4 separate regions of the Mus musculus genome follow, and regions 2, 3 and 4 are each linked to region 1. Evidence: chromatin contacts called from public Hi-C, HiChIP or PLAC-seq and promoter capture Hi-C data. All regions are on one chromosome and are shown on one strand. Each heading gives the region's core, a stretch centred on a gene start, on an enhancer-like site or on the middle of the called end of the contact. The rest is flanking DNA. Distances are from core to core; before and after follow the strand shown. Region 1 holds the start of Rps16 (ribosomal protein S16). Region 2 holds the start of Psmd8 (proteasome (prosome, macropain) 26S subunit, non-ATPase, 8). Region 3 holds the start of Lgals7 (lectin, galactose binding, soluble 7). Region 4 holds the start of Actn4 (actinin alpha 4).

Region 1 (2,919 bases), core at 383-2,882:
CTTCCAGGAGCTGCCTCACACCCATAGGCTTAGATCCTGAGACTTACCATAAATTTGGGCCACATGTCCACCACCCTTCACACGGACCCGAATATCCACACCAGCAAATCGCTCCTTGCCCAGAAGCAAAACAGGCTCCAGTAACTAGAGAAATGGGAAAATATGGGGTTAGGGAGTTAAGTCATACCCTGACTTAACCACTCTCCATGGACATTCATCATCTCCCTTTGTGTGGTTCCCACCATCACCAGAATCAAGGAGGCAGCCTATCCTAGGATCCCTGTGCCCCTCAGAGTCCCATGTATATGTGCCCATAGAGACCAGAAGAGGGCCTGAGACACCGAGGAGCTGGAATCATGGAGTGACAGGCAACTATGAACTTCCCCAAACAGGAAGCAAGGTCAGACAGGTCCACTGTTCTCACAGTGGTCATTCCATCTTCTCTTTGGATCAAATTTGTCCAATACCTAGGACCAGTCTATCCAGAAGCTCCCCGAGTGGCAGGCCTAGAGCCACCTCCATCACTGGTGTTGGCCCAATTCACAACACAGGGTACACACACCAATCGTTCAAATAAACTGACAGACTGTCCTTTTTAGTCACCTGACAGACTTGGATTAGACTAAGCACGGGGGTCTAGTGGCATTAACATCAACACTACCATTAGAATGCATTGTCTGCAAGGTATGATATTCCTTCTTACATGTACCAAAACTCATACAACAATGAGTTCTGGGTTGCAAAAGAGGATTTGTTCTTGCACTTGTTTTCCAGTTTTTGCCCACTAGTTCAACAAAAACCCATACAAGTGCTACCAATGTTAGACTTCAGAGGACTCCTATTGTATTTTTCAAGGTTCCACGTTGTAGCCCCATGCTGACCTAAACGGCGGCGCTTTGGATTCGTAACTCGTAGTATGCTATCCTCCAAGGAGCTAGGAGTATACACATGAGCTGTAAACTCATACTTCTAGACCAGAAATCGTCAATTAGGTCGGATACACTGTGCTATTCTCCTGGCCACGGGCCCCTCGCATCTGGAGAGCTTCGAGGTTATAGAATAGGCCACGTTTTCATGTATTTTACCAGCTCCGACTTCATCTTTCCCGAGCCCAGGTTAAGGTCTACCGCGAGGTAAGCCATCCTCCTTCCCCCACCTCAACTCCCTATCATCCCGGGGCCTTCCCTTCCGTCTCGCCACCCGGACGCCCATGCCCGACCCCAACACCTTGTACTGCAGCGTGCGCGGCTCGATCATCTCCAGGGGACGTCCGTTCACCTTGATGAGCCCATTTCCCCGTTTGCAGTGGGCCACAGCCGTGGCTGTTTTCTGTGAAGGGCGAGGGAGACGGCGGGGCCGTGTGAGCGCGGGACCCTGGCTCAGCGGGCCCCAGCTCATCATGTCACCCAGCCAGGGCCTTCTCACCCCCCTCCCCACCCCCACCTCTTTCTATGCCGCCCCTGGCACACCTTGCGTCCGAAGACCTGCACGGACTGCAGCGGACCCTTGGACGGCATAGCTCCGAGCACAAGCACGAGCTCCACACCGCGCAGCGCCGCGACCGGAAAAGGGAAGCGCGGGGCCAACCCAGCCGATTTTTCAGGGTCTGCGCAGGCGCATTGAGTGCTACGTCACGACAGAAGCGGGCTTTACGGCTGACGTCGAAGCCTGAGAGGGGACGTGTGAATTGCGGCGGGAACGCCTTCAGGCAAGGGAGGGGGCGGTGTCGGAGGGGAAGGGGCGGAGCTGTGCGGGACCCGGAGGGTGGGGACTCCGTCCAGAACTCGGAAGATGGGGCTGGCCTCCTTTTTCCATTGCTTTTCCGCAGCCTTGGTCTTGACTTTCGGCCAGTTCTTATAGACATTCCTGCTCTTCGATGCTCTCCTTCGGCGCTTCTCCAGGCCGATTCTCACCCTCTTCCTCCCACCCTTTCCCAGGATCCCCATCCCATCGGAGTCTTCCCGCATCCACTATGCTAAGTCAAGCTGGCTTTTCAGAATCTTGCCTCCAGAACCCTCTTTCCTAGCCCTTACGATCCCCCGTCGCGAATCAGCCTTTCACCAGAATTGCCTTCCTCTTCTTCCCAGGAAACCTGACCCCTTAAAAGCCCTTTCCAGCGCTCTCCTAAATAAACTTCTCTTGCCTTCTGGTTGTGCCTTATATACGTTTTTTTTCCTCACAGACTCGGGCCTTCGCCTGCTTTCGCTGCCAAAATTAACTACCTCTTTGGTGGCTCCTCTCCCCAGCAACTGCTCCAGGGACATTGTTCTCCCAGCTTGACCCTCCCCTAGAGAACTACCCTCAGGACCTGTCTTCAGGGCAGTTATCTTAGATCATTATCCAGAATCCTCCAAGTAGCCTTGTTTTAAGATTTAATACTTTTTTCGAGGGCAGGTTCCCGAGGGAGGCCTCCAATCTCCTTGGAAATGTAGTTACAGGGTGTCTGAGCCACACCCAACTTGTGTACCTGTAACCAAACTCAGGTCCTCTCTAGGAAAAGCAGTTAGTGCTTTTAACCACCATCTTTCCAACTTCCAAGTGACCGTAATGCTCCTCTAAACCCTCCGCTCTATGTGTTTACTCCACAGAATTCTCCAGCCTACCAACCTGAGGAAAACCAGCTTTTAACTTTTCCATAGTACCCACCCCAGAATTGTTCTAAGTCACTGGGCAACAGCTTCTCAGGATTGCCTCAGTTTCTCTTGCAGCACAGGGTGTGGAGGACATTAAGGGATGTGGAGACATTTGGAAGGCAGAGTTGTCAACAAAAAGACTAGGTATGGTCATGTGCACCTGTAACACTAACACTTGGAAGGAGGAGGAAGGGTCAGGAGGAATCCCGACGCCATCCTCTCCTCATTATGAATATCTGGCCAGCCTGGGCTACATGTGACCCTGCTTCAGAAAGAAAAGAAACTA
Region 2 (2,700 bases), core at 38-2,537, 830 kb before region 1:
CGACCCCTTGTGACTGTTGTACTGGGCTTGCAGGTGTCTACCAGCTTCTTTATAGCCCTGGTTGTCTTCTACATCCTGTTCTGCCTCGTGTGGCCTCACATAGTGAAGGCCTGGGTCTCATTTCGCTGGAAGATTCACAACATGATGGCACCAGAGACCTATTCATCTTCCTCCTCTTCTGGGGGCTTCACCCTCCATTCTCACAGCTCAGAGGGAAGTTTTGAGGGTCCCTCCAGACCAGGTACCAAAGAGGACAATGTTCAAGCTAAGAGAGCAAAGGTGGCCTGAGTCCCTGGTCTGTACTCTTCCTCATGAACCCTTAGGCCTCTCCTCATGGGAATGCAGCCTGCCACCTCCCCAGGACTTTCTGGTTGGCTAGAATGCTCATGTCTCATTCAGACCCTAATAAAGCCTCCTTGCAGAATCAGTCCCGAGTCCTCAGAAAGGCTCACGTCCGCTTGGTTTGTACCAGCACAGCTGTAGTTAACTGTCAGAATGATGTCAGAATCTTTTATTTTCAAGATGGCACAGCAGATAAAGGAGCTCTCAAGCCTGACAACCTGGGTTTGATCCCCAGGCCTCATGAGATCTAAAGAGAGAGCCGACTCTGTGAAGCTGTCCTCTGACCTCAACATGGGCACATGCACGCACACACACACACACACACACACACACACACACGCATGCCTGTAGGCCAGGCTGGCCTGGAACTCAGAGATCCGCCTGCCTCTGCATCCCAAGTGCTGGGATTAAAAGCGTGAACCACAAAGCTCGGTCTGTAATTCTATTTTAATTTCAAAAATAAGAAAAAAATGGAATAAGAGAAAATAAGAGAAATGGCTCAGTGGTTAAGAGCACTGACTGCTCTTCCAGAAGCCCTGACTAAAATTCCCAGCAACCACATGGTGGCTCACAACCATCCATAAAGGGATCAAATACCCTCTTCTGGGGTGTCTGAAGACAGCCACAGTGTACTTATATACATAAAATGAATAAATAAATCTTTTTAAAGAGTCTGAAAAAAACGTGGAAGAATGATGCTCTGATAAACACGAACGCCTAATCTTAAATCTCACCTGCTAGTCCTCTCTCAGCCTGCCTATGTAGTGACACCTGACAAGTTTTCCAAATGGCTCCACATCGCCACCCCTTGACGTAGAGGCGGTACCCTTAAGATGGACATTCCACAGGCCGAAGCCAGCGAGGGTGGCCATGGTGACTACAGGTGGGCGGGACATTGTGGGCATTGTTTTCAGTTGGAGCGAACGGACTTCCGTTCGCCATTTTGAATGACAGCAGAGGCGGAGCTGCGGCATGTTCATTAAGGGTCGGGCTGCGAAGACACCCCGAGGAGAGCCGCGGCGCTCCTCCCGCGGGGGGCGGAAACTGGCAGTGGTAGCTCCGCCTCCAGTTTTGGGCTCCACCTCCCGGCCTCATTTCCGCCGGGAGTCCATTGCCCGGCGTCGCTGCCGTAAGTCGGGTCGGCGGCTTGCCGCATCACGGAAGATGGCGGCCACAGCGGCTACGGTGAACGGGTCGACCACCGTCTCGAGCTCCGGACCCGCGGCCACCTCGGTCGGGATCCTGCAGGCAGCGGCCGGCATGTACGAGCAACTCAAGGACGAGTGGAACCGGAAGAACCCGAACCTTAGTAAATGTGGAGAAGAACTGGGCCGCCTGAAGGTAAGAGGTCGCCGGGTCCTAGATGCCTAATGCCTGGGGGAAGGTGACAGACGGGAGATCGAGGCTGGTAGAGCGGGCCCTGAGGTGTCGTTAAGGGAGTGATGATGGAAAGATTGGTTCTGGCAGAATCGAATGAGATGGTTCGAGCTTTGTTACTTGGAGGGAGGCAGGAAGGAGTGGGATCAGTGACAAACGGGGAGATAGTGAAAAGAATAAGTCTGAGGTGACGGGACGTTGAGGGAATGTGTGGCAAATAAAGCCCAGGTAAGCTGTGAGGGAGCAGAGGTTAGGAAACACCTGTGTGAAGAGGGGCAACAGGAACAGTTTGAAGCCAAAAACGAACCTAGAAGAGCACACGTTTCGGTTGTAAACACACTCAGGCGGATAGAAGGCCAGTCTGGTCTTCAATAGCGAGTTTGAGGAGGCTGGGCTACATAGACTTCGTCTCAAAATATATATATAATAATAATAAGTAAACAACAACAAAATATGTGTTAGGTTCCCAAGTTTACTAAGGAATGGTGTCTGGGATGGACTGGGGGGGGAGGGAAAAGGAATGCCCCACATTCCTTGTTACCCCTTCTCGGGCACACTGTGGTGGAGGTCTTCCCAGACCTGCATATAATGGCTGAACACGATGTCCCACACTTGTAATCCTAGCACTCGAGAGGCTCACACCAGGCTCTCCAGTTCTAGACTAGATTGGCCTGCCTGGGGAGATGCTGTCTTAAACAAGAGAGAAACCTAAAACAAGCTAAATATAGCAACAGGAAGAATTGAGGTCATGGGCGTCTCCCTACCCCATGATCCCCCTGGGTCAGGCACCAAGTGCCTCGTGTTTCTCAGTGGAGTTACTAATATTTGTAAGATGAGGTAATCCAATTGGTACGCTCCGTGTTCTTGGGCCCTTTGGTGTTTGCTTTACAAGGTCTGACTCCACTAATATTCATGGCAGTTGTGTGGGTTAGGATGCATGCAAGCTTTTCCAAGTAGGAACATAAAAGTCCAGAGAACGTA
Region 3 (2,895 bases), core at 387-2,886, 510 kb before region 1:
GAGGCTAACTACACCCAAGCCTCCCTCTCCCCAGAAGGAAAATGGGTCTGTTGTCCATTGTAATGGGACACAATGTACTGCTAGGACACCCAGTCCCTGAGCACTTGGCTCTTGATCTCTGTTTTGTCGCTCTTAGAAGCAGACCTGGAGAGGGTCTCTGGAGGCCCGTGTCAGGTCTGGGCCTGGGGTTCCAGTACCCCAAGGGCTTTCCCGCCATCCTCGACAGCTCAGTCCCCAGCATTTGGCTCTAGACCTGGGTCTGGAGTGTTCTCCTTCAAAGACCCACCTTGAAGCCTTCCTCTGTGGCGATGAGGAGCACTTCAAAGGGCTGCCCACGCTCGAAGGGGATGCCGGTGCCTCGCTCCTCACGGCCCCATTTGCCTTGTTCTTTGGTGTTGAAGACAACCTCGGAAGTGTCCAGCCTCGGGTTAAAGTGCAAGGCGGCATCTGCTCCTTGCTCCTCACCGCATAGCAGGTTTACATGGAACCTTCGGGGACAGTAAGCCTCAAAGATCAGCAACCACCATGTGCAAGTTATGTGGTTCCACCGGCACACCCACACCCATAGGGAGTCCCTGTGTTTGTAGCCAGGATCCCCCTCATTTCCAGAGCCTGGAGCTGTCCTAGGTTGTGGGATGGCCTGCTGTGCCTGAGTGGGGTTCAGGGAATCGCACTCCAGATAAGCAGAGTTAATAGCAAGGGACCCCACTATTCCAGGTTATCAATATTCCCACAAAGCCCAAGGTCTCAATTTTAGTAGGTCATGGACTTGATGACCGGGTACCCTGGGCATCCAGGGTAGCTTCAAGATCCAAGAGAGATTTTCATTGTCCTGGAAAACTGGACATGGAGATCGTAGGACTAACCAGGGATTCTTATTATTGTTCTAGAAGCCTACATTTTTAGGGAGACTTGGGCACACCCACCCACAAGTCTTGGGGAACATCAGTGAAAATATCCAAATTAAGCTAGCAATAGGGACTCCAAGACTCCACATGGCAAACAAGGTTCCAGGGACACCATATGTGGGCTCTAAGAACCAGGGTTCAACTGAGCCAGGAGATGCCCCACCCACCCTTTCCCCTGGAACCTGGGATATCACCTGCCAGCCTGGTCAGGGACCATGCCTCGAATTCTCATGACAGTGCCCACGCGGACGCCCTGAGGCAGGGAGGTCTTGTGCTGGGTAGCCTGTAAGAATTGGGTGGGGCAAGAATGAGAACCAGGGAGACAAAGAAACAGACTGGTCAGCCCCAGCTAGGAACTCCAGGGACCAGGCAGAAACCAAGAGGGATGCAGATTAACGGAGAGGCAGAGACAGGCACACAGACCTGACAGAGACAATGCAGTTAGAAGAAAGCAAAGCCAGCTGGGAGACAACCTATCAGGACGTGCTGGTGAAACCCAAGAGATAGCAGCCAGCTCTCCTGATACCCGTTTTTTGCTTTGAAGGGGAGGTTTAAGCTAGTCCCAGCTTCCAGACTTGGCCTTGTCCCAAAGCCCCGTTTCCCCAGCTTGGGCCCCAGTATACTTACAGACATGGCGGGCACAGCAATACAGCAACAATGTGGCCAGTCGCTGTGGGAGGGGACCTTAAGTAAAGGCAAGGTAGTGGTTCAGCTCCTCCCTTTCCATCCAACGCCCACAGCTGGCACAGACCCCTGCCCTAAGGCAAAGCTGTCAAGGCCGGGCGAGTCTCCTCCTGCCCTGCCCCCACACACCAGCTCCCTCTCCCCTTTTCCTAGGCTTAGAGATAGGGACAACCTTTAATACCAAGACTGGGGAGGTTTGCCCTGTGCTCTTCTCACCTCCCCTTTCATACCCCTACCGCCCTGTCAGACACTGGACTCCCCTGGAGATCTAGTGGATCCAGAAAGGCTGCGCAAGCATCAGCCTCCACCCTTTCTGAAAGGAGCCTCTTCCCTGGAGCGCAGGCTGCTCTGCTTTGTCCTGGCCACCTCTGCTTCTGCCGTCAAAGACAGGCATAATAACTCAATGGGGTCCCCAGGAAACCCGCTATTCCTTTTTATCCTATGCTGTGCCCCCACCCTACCCCCCAGGTTACCAAGAGTGTGTTGGCACGTTTGAAGTGGTCAGTAATGGAGTGGCCAGTAACGGAGGGTCAAATAATGAAGTTTCACTAACAGTGGCCAGGCTGCTGAGACCTCTGGGTGTCCAGATGTGTGTCTGAACCTTACCAGGATATGTGGAGTATATCGAGCCACTGTACTGACGTACAGGAAACAGTGCTCATGGGAACAATTTGCCCAAAGATCAAGATCAGCGCTCTGCTCTCTCGCTCTCTCTCTCTCTCTCTCTCTCTCTCCCTCTCTCTTCTCAGTGGTTCCTACTTTTCTTCTTCAGGTCTCTATCAGCTCCTCCTTGGAACTGAGCCCACCTTCCCATCCAATGAGAGTGTGATGGAATATGGGTTGGTGGGTGTCCCGGGCTGCCAGTCACCACCCAGATCAAATGAAACACATTGGGGAAACTTCCAATAGCCTGAGTTTTAGTCTCCCTAGACCAGCACTCTAGAGAAATAGAGAAAGTGTGTGTGTGTGTGTGTGTGTGTGTGTATGTGTGTGTGGGTGTGTGTAGGGGTGACTCATAAAGAATGAAAGAGAAATTTCTGGAAGGCAGGCAAAGGGAGGGTGGGAGCGCTGAGCAGTTACCACTCCTAACAGCCCAGCAGCCTTCCTGAAAGATCTTTCCCATCCCTATCCCCACCACCCTACTCCTGCCCCACCCAGCAGGTGGCAGAGCCGGAGGCCAGATGCATGCTGGGAGTGGAAAGTTGCCTTGGAGATTAGGAACTTGCTACCTCTCCTGCTTCTCTGTCCCAGTTTCCCATATTCAGACCCCCCCCCCACGCCCGCAACACACACAACCCTAGAA
Region 4 (2,700 bases), core at 136-2,635, 610 kb before region 1:
AGGCTTGGAATGGTGGCTGCTGGCTGCCTCTTTGTAAGAAGCCCTATAAGGGAGGATTAAGGTTTCCTGAGCAGCTGGAAGCAGGAAGTCACCTTTCAAGATGGAGATGGCCCCTCTGGTTATCAGATGGCCTTCAATGAGGCACTATTATTATTCCGTGTGTGTTTCTTTTCTCCTCTACCTACCCCCACTTCCCCCTCTGAGACTGGGTTTTTCTGGCTATCCTAGAACTCACTCTGTCTATCAGGCTGGCCTCAAACTCAGTGCTCTGCCTGCTTTTGCCTCCTGAGTGCTGGGATTAATACACCACCATGCCTGGTTTCCATAATTCTTATTGTTGCCCATCTCTCCTACAAAGTTAGTCGTTTGATAACTGACCTGGCTTACCATGCTGTCCGTAGTTGGAAAGTGGCTGCATGTAGTAGGTGCATAGTATTTGCTGCGAGAATGAAGATAGACAAGTCCAAAAGGACCCCTTGCCTTCCCTGCTAACTAGCTATCCCAGTCCAATCTAACTCGACGTATCTTTGAAAGAGTTTCTTTAAATATCTACCTTTTCCCTTTTCCCAGAAGACTTTACAAATCCAGCCCATTCTAGAGTTTCTTTTCTTTTCTTTTTTTAAGACAGGGTCCTCATGTAGCCCACACTAGATTCAAACTCGCTGTGTACTAAGTAAGTCTGGCCTTGAACCCTCCTGTCCACACCTCCAGTTGGGATCTAAGGTATGTGTCACCATGCCCAGTTATTTGTTTGCTTGTTTGTTTCGAGACAGGGTTTCTCTGTGGAGCCCTGGCTGTCTTGGAACTCACTCTGTAGACCAGGCTGGCCTCGAACTCAGAAATCCACCTGCTTCTGCCTCTAAGTGCTGGGATGAAAGGCGTGCGCCAACACTGTCCGGCCCACCATGCCCAGTTTTAAGCTCGATTATTTATTTAATTTAAGACTGGTCTTCCTGTGTAACCCAAGCTCCAACATGTTATCTGTCGTTCAGTCTCTGCGGCCTGAGAACAGAGATCCCACGTTCCATCGTGCAAGGTTTATAGTATATAGTTTCGAAAGGGTGGGGACTTTTCCTGACTTCTTTAATGCCAAGGCAGAAAACACGGTCTCACACATAGCAGGCAGCCAAATAAATCTTGATTATGTCTGAATGGCTGAATGGGAACACATTCCACCCCGAAACAGGTTAAAGCCGGATGAGGAGCCCCGCCTTATGAATCATTCATGACTTGGGCCCCGCCCACACGGGGTGACGCGCGCGTTCCCGCTAGAAGCGCCTGGGCTCCCACGCTGGGCGGGCAGCCGGAGGTGCGTTCTGCGCCGGCGCCGAGAGCCCGGGGCCTCCTCAGGTGCGCGCGCGCGGGAGGGCGGCGGCGGCAGCGCAGTGCGCAGGCGCGGCAAGTGAACTGCGCAGGCGTCAGTCTTGGGCGGGCTGAAAGCAGCTGAAGCGGCGGCCGAGTCGGAGCCTCCGGCACAGGGGCGGGAGCTGAGGCGGTAGCGGACCGGCTGGCGGGCTAGCGAAAGGCGGCGGAATGGTGGACTACCACGCAGCGAACCAGGCGTACCAGTACGGCCCGAACAGCGGCGGCGGCAATGGCGCGGGTGGCGGCGGAAGCATGGGCGACTACATGGCCCAGGAGGATGACTGGGACCGGGACCTGCTGTTGGACCCGGCCTGGGAGAAGCAGCAGCGCAAGGTGCGCGGCCCGTGACCCGGGCTGGGTGGCGTCCTGCGCGTGGCGGGGAGGCCTGGAGGAGGGTCCTGGGAGACAATTGGCGGGTTCGGGAACGGGTTTGCAGTCCCGGAGAGGGATTACAGAGCTTAAGGAAGCAATTGGGAATCTGGAGGGGGAGGGGGGAAGTGGCGGCCAGGTAGGAGACACGGGGAACTGGGACAAACGAGATGATGATTCGGGAGGTTGCAATGGAACTAGGTTTTAAGGCGAGATTGTTGGATCAGAGGAAGCATTGATGGGGCCCAGGCAAGCAATGGGGTCCAGGAAGGGAATTGGTGAGCCTGGATAGTATTTGGTTTGGGAATCCTAGTATGGAGGAGATAGTCTGGAGTGCAGAGAGTCTGAAGAAGAGATTGGAATTGCAGGAAGCCTTAGTGTGTGTGTGTGTGTGTGTGTGTGTGTGTTGGGGGGTGGTTCTAGAAGAGATGAAGAATCAGGAAAGGTAAAAAGGGGGCACTAAGGAGAGGATTGTGGAATCCTGAGACAGGGAGGGGGGCCTGCATGGGCTAGGGTGTGTGGTGAGTAGGTGTTAAGATGGTCTGATGGGACTAGGGGTCTGAGAAGGTAGGTGTTCAGGACAGAAGTTAGGGGCCTAGGAACAAAAAAGATGTTTGTGTGAGGAGGGTGAGATTTATTGAGGGCGCCTTGCTGTAAAAAGAAAAGGATAGGGGCGTAATTAGAATTGATGGGGAGACCCAAAAGAGTGTGGGTGCTTTGAAGAAGGGAGAGGTAGTGAAACAGTTAAGGTTCCAGGTTCACGGGGAAATAGTTCAACAGTGAGAATAGTGGAAGACAGTAGGAGCAGGGATGGAGGATAATGGGAGGGGGTTAGTTTGGGAAAATGGAAGTCTGATTAGGAATGCCTGATTAAAAGACTTGGGGGTTCATTGAGTGAGGAAGAAATGAGTGTTCTGGGAGAGTAGTGTCTTTTGATGGGGAGGGTAGGTGAAGGGGTATTAAAAT

What was found. Promoter capture Hi-C pulls out the DNA fragments that hold promoters and counts their contacts. A called contact is a pair of places that touch in the nucleus more often than the background predicts. HiChIP or PLAC-seq counts read pairs in DNA pulled down with a chosen protein or histone mark.
Region 2: a contact with region 1 is called in a Hi-C map of erythroblasts, with 6 times the contacts expected there. The contact joins the promoter of Psmd8 here to the promoter of Rps16 in region 1. A contact is called at or near these places in 5 of 39 promoter capture datasets (the C10 cell line, hematopoietic stem and progenitor cells, liver and 2 more) and 2 of 484 Hi-C or Micro-C datasets (CD4 T cells and erythroblasts).
Region 3: an H3K27ac HiChIP or PLAC-seq map of microglia shows a contact between it and region 1, with 4 times the contacts expected there. The contact joins the promoter of Lgals7 here to the promoter of Rps16 in region 1. A contact is called at or near these places in 1 of 115 datasets of contacts at active chromatin or transcription factors (microglia) and 1 of 9 other capture datasets (liver).
Region 4: a contact with region 1 is called in a promoter capture Hi-C map of neural stem cells. The contact joins the promoter of Actn4 here to the promoter of Rps16 in region 1. A contact is called at or near these places in 1 of 39 promoter capture datasets (neural stem cells), 1 of 484 Hi-C or Micro-C datasets (myocytes) and 2 of 115 datasets of contacts at active chromatin or transcription factors (bone marrow-derived macrophages and large pre-B cells).

The regions. Positions count from the first base shown.
Region 1 is chr7:28,349,402-28,352,320 of GRCm38.p6, reverse strand. Rps16 (ribosomal protein S16) reads right to left here and starts at 1,632. Exons shown (of 5, transcript NM_013647.2): 1 at 1,470-1,632; 2 at 1,228-1,329; 3 at 48-144. The coding sequence starts at 1,517. It overlaps AF357399 (snoRNA AF357399), which reads right to left and starts at 781; the gene lies at 688-781.
Region 2 is chr7:29,179,260-29,181,959 of GRCm38.p6, reverse strand. It overlaps Psmd8 (proteasome (prosome, macropain) 26S subunit, non-ATPase, 8), which reads left to right and starts at 1,287. Exons shown (of 7, transcript NM_026545.3): 1 at 1,287-1,683. The coding sequence starts at 1,315. It overlaps Catsperg1 (cation channel sperm associated auxiliary subunit gamma 1), which reads left to right. Exons shown (of 28, transcript NM_001368407.1): 28 at 34-428. The coding sequence ends at 288.
Region 3 is chr7:28,863,127-28,866,021 of GRCm38.p6, reverse strand. Lgals7 (lectin, galactose binding, soluble 7) reads right to left here and starts at 1,636. Exons shown (of 4, transcript NM_008496.4): 1 at 1,536-1,636; 2 at 1,103-1,191; 3 at 287-488. The coding sequence starts at 1,541.
Region 4 is chr7:28,961,017-28,963,716 of GRCm38.p6, reverse strand. It overlaps Actn4 (actinin alpha 4), which reads left to right and starts at 1,385. Exons shown (of 21, transcript NM_021895.3): 1 at 1,385-1,698. The coding sequence starts at 1,534.